2 separate regions of the Anas platyrhynchos genome follow, and region 2 is linked to region 1. The links are chromatin contacts, called in public Hi-C maps. All regions are on one chromosome and are shown on one strand. Each heading gives the region's core, a stretch centred on a gene start, on an enhancer-like site or on the middle of the called end of the contact. The rest is flanking DNA. Distances are from core to core; before and after follow the strand shown.

Region 1 (4,208 bases), core at 1,139-3,638:
GGGTCTCCACAATACTTATATTCAACATAAATGAGAGAAAAGCCTCTTTTTTCTTTAGACATTGATAACAACATCAATTATTTCTCATTTCCCAGCTTTGTTGCATGTATCTGAGCTGCACCCAATTCAGTTGCTCTGTGTTCCCAGGAAACACGCACGTGCACTGCTGTTTTCCCATGCTATTGTGGAAGACCCAGCACATCTATCATGGCAGTGTTTTATGATATTTCCATTATTTCAGTATTTCAGAGAAAACCTGCACACTGCCCAACGAAATGCGCTTTTCCTTGCCAATTTCCCCATCCAAACCAGGGAGCTAAACTGAAGTTCCTGCCTTACACTTGAATTTATTTGTTCCCAGTTTTACTGTGTTTATACTAATAGCCAATTTCTGCAGTAAGTCCAATAAAAATGCATCCAGGCAACTGCAATTTAGATTAGTCATTAATGATCTTGAAAACTCATCCATTTCTTTTTTAAACATTCTTAAAGATCGTAAAACAATAACTAAGCACATTTGGAAGTGAATTTTATACAAAAAAAATGGCAGTTGTAAATCCTGTAACTGTTATAGAAGTTCATCGTTTCTTGTTTTGCTACCATACAAAAGCAACTTCACATTTGATAATTCAGCCACAACTGACCCATGCTATTTCAAACTGGCAAAGTATGAAAAGTCTTCACGTCAATCTATCCTACATCTCCAAGCATTGATTGGAGTCTGAACTGCTTTGCAAATACTGCATATACTTTTTCCTGCATATGCTTCAAAATTTAAGCATGCAGGATGTTTCTACTTAGTATTGCTAAATTTATATTAATTTATATTTAATTAATGTAATCTACCAATCTCCTACTGCAGGTGCAAATGCTAGCAGGATTGAAGCTGTTGTTAATAATTAACATCTAAGAATGAGTGACTCCAAATGCTAGGAAACTGAATCATGTACTATCAAAAATGCTGTAGGATTGCCAGTGTGCTTCTTCAAAATGAACCAAAACATAAACCATAACAAAACAAGAACCATTTTTCAGTGCAAGTTTATCCTTACCCGATGAGAGGGATTAAGATTGTCTGTATGATTGGGGAAGAGTTCAAGTGTCAAAGATGGCTGCTTTAATATTCCTGGCAGCAGATCCATGTTGGAGTCACTTTCCTGGTCTGAGACATTGCTTTCCAGTGAATCAGCTGTAACCGAAAGAAATGTGAATTTTGTCTTACCTTCTGCAAAAAAAAAAAAAACTGAACTCATTGGCTTTTTTTTTTTTTTTTTTTTTTACAGTATCATGACTGCAGACCAAACTCATATGTCCAACCAAACACACCAAGGCAAACAGATACTGTCACACAAACCTGAATATATACTGAGGCCTAGACTGAGAAAAAGTTGTACAGAACAGATACTGTCTCAGAAGGAGTCAAAAACTCCTGGATATTGGATATTTAAATCAAAGTATCAGTATTTTTCTAGCAAGGGTCTTGCTATTCACACCACTAGTTTGCTTATTTGGTATCTGCTTCTGATACAGCTCTCTAAATAAAAAAAAAAAAAAGTTATTTTCTTTTTTTCCCCTCTAAATAGCATGCACAAAATGCTCTTACTTAGGGACTCCACTGGTGATGGGACAACAAAAGCTATTTCTGTCAAGGCATCAGCATAGTAGAGCACCTTCTTCTGCCCATTGAAGATACTTGCCCCAACATCTTCTGAAATAATTGCATCATCTGAAACAGGCAGAAAAGGAAAGTTAAGTTAAGAGGAAAGTTTACCTCTCTGTACACTTCCTCAGGGGAAGACCTTCAAATACAAGGTAAAATGAGAAGAAATCATGCAAGTGTCACTTTAAAATCAGAAGATTTCACAGTCAATTTTCATGGCGAACAACCACTCTCAAAGAAATTTTTTTTGGTATCTTGAAGGAAATAGCGTTTTGGGTTGGAAAGAAATTTCATTTTGAAAATATTTAAATTATACTTACTATAATATCATATTTTCCTTGCATTCAGTAGTCTGTTCAGTAGTCAGTAAGTAAGCATCTGCTACAAGCATTCATTCAGTAGCTATTCCTATCCATTTCCTCTAAGACAGACACCATTCAGTTTGTCAATAAACTTCCAAATGCAGCTTACAACATTTACAGCTTCAGCCTGACACTATTCTGGAATTTAAGCCAATTTCTATAGATTCTTTGATGGAGCCATGCTATAAGTAAATTAATAAAAATGCCTTTTCCTTCCCTGCGCCTCCTCCAGAAAGAATAGCAAGGGCTTTAAGCTGAATTATTTCTCTGCACCAGTTTACAGAAGAGCCCTTGTAATAGCTGCTTCAGCAAAACCACTGGAGCAGAGAAATTCAGCACTCTGACATGAAGTGGCCAGAGGCATGCAGACCTCTGAGTCATGCTTTACCAACAGGGAAACATTCCTGCATCTCTCAACAAGCATCATCTCAACTCAAATCCAATTGCTTCTTTGCCTTTGCAGGGGGGATGGGGACACAAAACACATGTTCATGGATTTATTTTAATCACATCTCACTGGAAGCTCTTTTAGGTTTGTGTGTTTTTGTTGTTTGTTTTTGTGTGTGTTTTGCTTTAAGCAGAACCATCCACAAATAGAAAACACATTTAAGAAAACAAATAACATTAGCCACGGCAGACAGTAGGGAAAAAATCTACTGCCGATTAGAAGCAGACCTCCTTCACTCCCATTCTTGATTGCTTTTTCTTTTCTTTCTTTCACCATTAATTAATCTTTTTGGTGGTCTATTAATTAATCCAAACAGCTGAAGTTCAACGTGAACTTTTAACATCCACGTTAAAAAGCCCATACTAAAACAGGTTACCTCGCTAATTCAGGGCACTGTCATCTGTGCAGTTGTACTGACAAATCCAACTGCAAAAAGAAGGGAGAGGGCTCTGCCTCAGAGTGAAGCATAACAACCCCATCCTCAAAGAAACATTAAACCAAGCCCTGGCCATTTTGTAACCTCTCCTGACTTGTTCTGAGAAGGCCATGCCTCTGTTCTCTTCACTTCTCCCCAACATTTCAAACCTTCTATCATGCATAGTTTATTTTTTTCAGAAAAGCCTTCAGCTGGTCACAGTAAGACAAGCCCAGAGGAGCAGTTGCTGTAGTGGAAAAGAACAGACTAAATTAAGCAGGACAGGAGAAGAGCTGTGTGTAGGCTGCAGCCTCAGTGACCTACAAACAGGGGCTTGATTTCTTTACTTACTAGCAAGCATGATTACAGCTAACATATTCACCAACATCTCATTTTAATCTACTTACAAAACACTAAAAATCACAATATTGCAAGCACGTCTGCTGATACACACTATAATCTGTATCCAATTTCACATGAATACTGGTTTTGGGTTATACATGAAGACCCACCAAGTCTGCCAGAAGTGCAGAATACAGGTGTTTCTTGCTGAGACTACTTTCTCCCAACAACAAACACTGGCATTATTTTTCCTCACTTTGGCTTGAACCTTAGTCTATTTACACATTCCTTTCTAATAAATGTTCATGTTTATCCAAAAAAAAGTACGCAGGTGCTCAGATAGGTATCTGGGAGAAAAAAAAATATCCTAGAGGAGACAAAACATTTTAATTTAATGTTACATCATTTACCACGCCTCACCTTGTTCAGGTCCCTCTTCATCACTGCAGTTATTGATTGACCAGCTTGTTGAGACATGCCCCGTCCACCCAGGGTGCTTCCCTACGTCCACTGACCAGCCAAGAGACAGCAAGAACTCCAGGAAGTGTGGCTGAACAATTCTGGAAGACTCCATGTTCTTCAGGATCTGAAACAACCAGCAACACCATGGTATTGGACAGGGTACTCCAGGAAGCAGCTCTTCCCCTCCTCACCCCACCTTTGGTTTTGTAATTAAAAAATATTGTGTCACTGAGATGGTTTTGCCCATATACAGCTGTTCTGGAACCCCAGGCTTTCTATATGGACACCAGTCCCTGCTGCCCAGCATCATTCATCCTGCTTGGCAATGTCCTGTTCAATCGAATCGGCTGTCTGCCATCGTTGCTGAAGCCTGCAATCACACCACTACAAATGGTGATTCTGAGATTTATCCAGTCATCAGGAATAAACCAACACAACTGTTCTGTGTAGAATGTGCATTAGCAGCAGACATAAGAGAATTTTTACTATGAAATTGAGAGAAAACTTTAGGAGAAATGC
Region 2 (4,208 bases), core at 482-2,981, 76 kb before region 1:
CCCACTGCCTTCTCACCCTTTCTCCAGAGATGGGGAGAGTGCACAGCCCCTCTGCCCTCCCGCCTGAGCAATACCAGGGGAACGGAGCTTCTGTCTGCTGGGAGAAACCACCTCAGGCCAACCAGACCCAAAGGAACTGCACATCTGGCAGGGTGGATTGCAATGCCCCCTCCAGACAAACTTATGCTGATGGAGCTGTGCAGGCACAAACCACCCCAGGGAAGGCAGCTTGTCCTGCTCTAGGAAGTTAAGCTGAGTGTATCACAGTCCCCTCTGAAGCACCAAGAGCCCCAATCATTCCCAGAAGAAGCAATGCTGGGGTTCACTGTAAGTTCCTACCTGGCAGGGGTGCCCTCGAAGGCTTTGTCAGCAGCCTCCCCCAGCACCTCGGCCTTCAGGTAGTAGAGCATCCGCACCCGCAGCAGCACCCTGCCGCGGACACACAGAGGAACACACGCTAGCACGCAGGTGCTCAGAGCCAGCCCAGGGCCTGACCCAAAGGCCCTCACTAAAGCATCTGCAGGGGCACGCTGTGAGGTCAGTGAGGGCAGGGAAACCTGCCCCCGATGCTGTTTTCCCACATGGGATGACACATTTTCTCAAAGCCATCTGTCCCCTTGCAGGGTAGGCACTGGCCACACCCTGCCATGCCGCAATTCCTGGCCCTGAGCTTTGCTGGGCCTTGTGGCCATGGGTTTGCTGCCCAGAACGCTGCTCCCACCTCGTCACCTGGAGGAGCACCACGAGAGCAGCCCAGCACGATGATCTGCATGGGCTGAGCCCTTCACGGCTCTCTCCCACCCCCTCCATGCTAAAGGAGCTCAGCCCGTGGCCCCCAGAAGCTGCTGCGGGCTCCTGCACTCACTTGTTGCAGTGCTGTTTGAGGTGCTTCTTGTAGCTGTCATCGTGCAGGACCACCTCAGGGTTGCAGGTAGCAAGCCAGTCTGCGTTCTTTATCTCAGGAAGCAGCATCTGGTTCTTCGTTTTCTTCCCCTTCCTGCCTCTGGGCACCGGCGCTGACAAGCCTGTAAGAGCAAGTGGCAGCAAGTGAGCATCATGGGCACCACGGGCCAGGCCAGGCACCCCTGGCACGGCACTGCCCGGGCACAGCAGCACAACCGGGAGCTGGAGGAGGCCTTGTGAGGCTCCCAGCTGCAGCTGGACCAGCCAGGGTTAGGGAGATGAATAGAAAGGCGCACGTGCCCAGGGATCCAAACTGCTGTTAATTAACACCGTGCCACAGCTCGGAGCCCCCTGCACCTCACACCTCTTCTTCCAGCCCCAGAAGTGGACTGAGGTTGCACAGGGTGATGGAACTCCTCCAAACGCAGCTGAGTGCCACAGCAACCTCACTCCTGTCTCCACACCACGGTTTCTCCTCTACCCCAAGCAGTGCCTAGGACCCAGGAGACACCTGAAAGCCCTCAGTCCAGCTCATCGGCCCTCCTGTGTCTCCTCCTCGCACAGAGCACCAAACATCACCGCAGTCTTTGAGATTTTGTGCCAGAGACTAGGGGGGGACTTGACCTGACAGCTGAAAAGCTGTTTCAGAAAGGTAAAGGGGGATGACTGGAAGGAAGGACTGGGCTGGGTAAAATCATGGGAAGACTCGTTCCTCTGTCACTGCAACAGCTCTGATGAAACTGTCAGCCAGCACTGGATCAGGAGAGGAAAGATTTTACAAAACAGGCTGTTATCTTTTGATAACACTACCGGGCTGGCTGATAAAGCCAGTGAGCAGCACTCTGACATCCTGTTTAACATGACGTGCCATTTTTGTTTGCATCACATGAGATAGACATGACACATCTCAGATGGATCAGAGCTGACAGATCTTGGGGTATTTATAACGCTTCTCAGCTCCGCCAAGTGTAGGTGCAGGATCTGTCAGTGAAGTGTGTGGGGTAAACCTGGAGTGGGAGACTATCTCCAAGAAAAACGTGGGGATCACCACACAAACTGCACTGCTGTGAGTGCTAAGTGCAGTGTTGGTCCCAAGTGATAACGAGATGTATAAAATTATCAGAGAGAAGCATGGAAGAGACCTTGGTCCCTGGGCACAGCTCTTAGAGCCTTACCTAGACAACAAAGCCTGCTCCAAAATTCACTCTCCAGGGACGACACAGTAATTTTGGACACGAGTTCAAACAAGAGGCTCCAACATGCTCAAAGAACAGAAAATAATCCCGATGATCTGATATCTGGGGGTTGTTTCCTATTCCATACATCATGTGGAGGGCTATGTGGGAACCAGATCACTGGGGGGGTATTTGCACTGGGCAAACACACTGAATGGCAAAGCGACGCAGTTCCATCTGGCTGACAAAGATAAAGCAATATCCAGTGGCTGGAGCTGAAAATTAAACACATTTCCAACCTTGACATAAAATGTGAGTTCACAGCAGAACGGGGAAATGATGCCCGGTGGGGTCATTATTGCTCGAAGTACTCCAAGAGAGATGAGCTGCACCCCGGGCAGCCACTTCGAAGGCAGCATCTTGCAACTGTCCTGTCCTGCATGTGCATATGAAGGGGAAAGAAGAGCTGCCGCACTTCTGCCCCATCCATCTGTGGGGTGGATCACAGAGCTCTGGGGGGGTGCTGGCTGCAGGCTCTGCTCATCCTCTTGTAGTCACACTGCTACAGGATTGACAAGGCACGGTCAGCAGGAGGAACCAGCAGGGGCTGGAGGTATCTGTTGCTTTCTGCACATCTGGGGCACCTGGAGCACATCTTGCCTGGTCAGCTCTCTGCAAGCAAGAGATCCCAGGCTCCTCAGAGAGCCACAGCAGCACTTGATGTATGTCTGCTCTGCAATGGGGGCTCTGCTCTCCTCCATCTCCTGTGGTCAGGCTAGATGGTTTTGTTGTCCCCCTGGTCAAGAAAACTGAGATTCCACAGCTGGGAAAAGCTGTTCCAAGGAACTGATGGAGAAGCTCCAGGTTGCTTTCCTCTGCTAAATATCCAAATGCATCATTTATAGTTCTGCTCTTTCAGTAGAGCATTACTGACCCTTCACTGAAACCGCAGCTTGTTCATTACTTGGCATTACCTAAATCAAGCCCATTCGTATCAGCCAGTTCATTTCTTACTCTTGCTCTGCTCTCCACAAGGCTCTCAAGTTCAGCCCCAGTGCTGCTATGGGCAGGGCTGCACGGCAAGAGCACAAGGCAGCACTGCTGAAGTGGCTCACTTAGCAAGAAGCGATTGGAGAAAGCCACTGAAAGCCACACACTCAGAGCTCACCCTGTACAGACATTTCCAGACAGAAGGGAATGGTCACAGAATGGTTTGGGTTGGAAGGGACCTTAAAGATCATCAAATTCCAACCCCTCTGCCATGGGCAGGGATACCTTCCATCAGACCAGCTTGCTCCAAGCCCCATCTGGCCTGGCCTTGAACACCTCCAGGGATGGGGCATCCACAGCTTCACCTGGCAACCTGTGCCAGGGCCTCACCACCCTTGGAGTAAAGAATTTTTTCGTAACGTCTAATCTAGATCTACCCTTTTTTAGTTTAAAACAATTACTCTTTCTCCTATCGCTACACTCCCTGACAGTCCCTCTCTAGCTTTCCTGTAGCCCCCTCTTAGTTTGCTGGAAAAAAAAAAGCTCTCTAGAGCCTTCAGGCTGAACAATTCAACCTCCAGGCTGAACAACCCCAACTCCCCCAGCCTGTCCTCACAGGAGTGCTGCTCCAGCCCACTGACCATCTTCACGGCCCTCCTCTGGAGTCACACCAGTACACGTCTATGTCCTTCTTGTACTGGGGTCCCCAGGGCTGAACACGGTGTTCCAGGTAGGGTCTCACAAGAGTGGAGTAGAAGGGGACAATCGCCTCCCTCACCCCGATGGTCACAGGATGCCGCTGGCTTTCTGGGCTGCAGGCACACGTAGCCAGCTCCTGTTGAACTTCTCTCGAGGGTCTCAAGACTGCAGCATGGTGTTTGATCACCAAGTAATGCTCGGCATGCCCTTGGACTTCAGCAACAGCACGTCTCCAGAGGTGCTCCACCTGCACGCCACTGTCTTCAAACAGGTGGAAGAGCCTGAGGCTTCAGCATGGCTCGCTGTCCTTACTACTCACCTTGTGCCATACATCACCAGCTGCCCAGCAAAGCAGCACACAGCTGTGGGGCTTGACCACCCCGTGGGAGTGCCAAGGACTCCCCCAACAGCTCGCCCAGCCCAACTCACCTGTCCTGAAAG

Evidence for each region. Hi-C and Micro-C count contacts between places; a contact is called where the count stands out from the background.
Region 2: a contact with region 1 is called in a Hi-C map of liver, with 2.0 times the contacts expected there. The contact joins two enhancer-like sites. A contact is called at or near these places in 2 of 8 Hi-C or Micro-C datasets (liver and skeletal muscle).

Annotation. Positions count from the first base shown.
Region 1 is chr21:9,467,366-9,471,573 of IASCAAS_PekinDuck_T2T, reverse strand. It overlaps RALGAPB (Ral GTPase activating protein non-catalytic subunit beta), which reads right to left. Exons shown (of 31, transcript XM_072026281.1): 25 at 3,648-3,813; 26 at 1,604-1,726; 27 at 1,053-1,189. Among named protein-coding and RNA genes, the nearest start is that of CHD6, 29 kb to the left of the region's middle. Within about 2 kb of position 2,388, at least 2 of the 8 cell types and tissues checked have an H3K27ac peak or open chromatin away from gene starts, as enhancers often do.
Region 2 is chr21:9,542,589-9,546,796 of IASCAAS_PekinDuck_T2T, reverse strand. CHD6 (chromodomain helicase DNA binding protein 6) reads right to left here. Exons shown (of 37, transcript XM_072026473.1): 22 at 866-1,025; 23 at 340-429. Among named protein-coding and RNA genes, the nearest start is that of RBL1, 27 kb to the left of the region's middle. Within about 2 kb of position 1,731, at least 1 of the 8 cell types and tissues checked has an H3K27ac peak or open chromatin away from gene starts, as enhancers often do.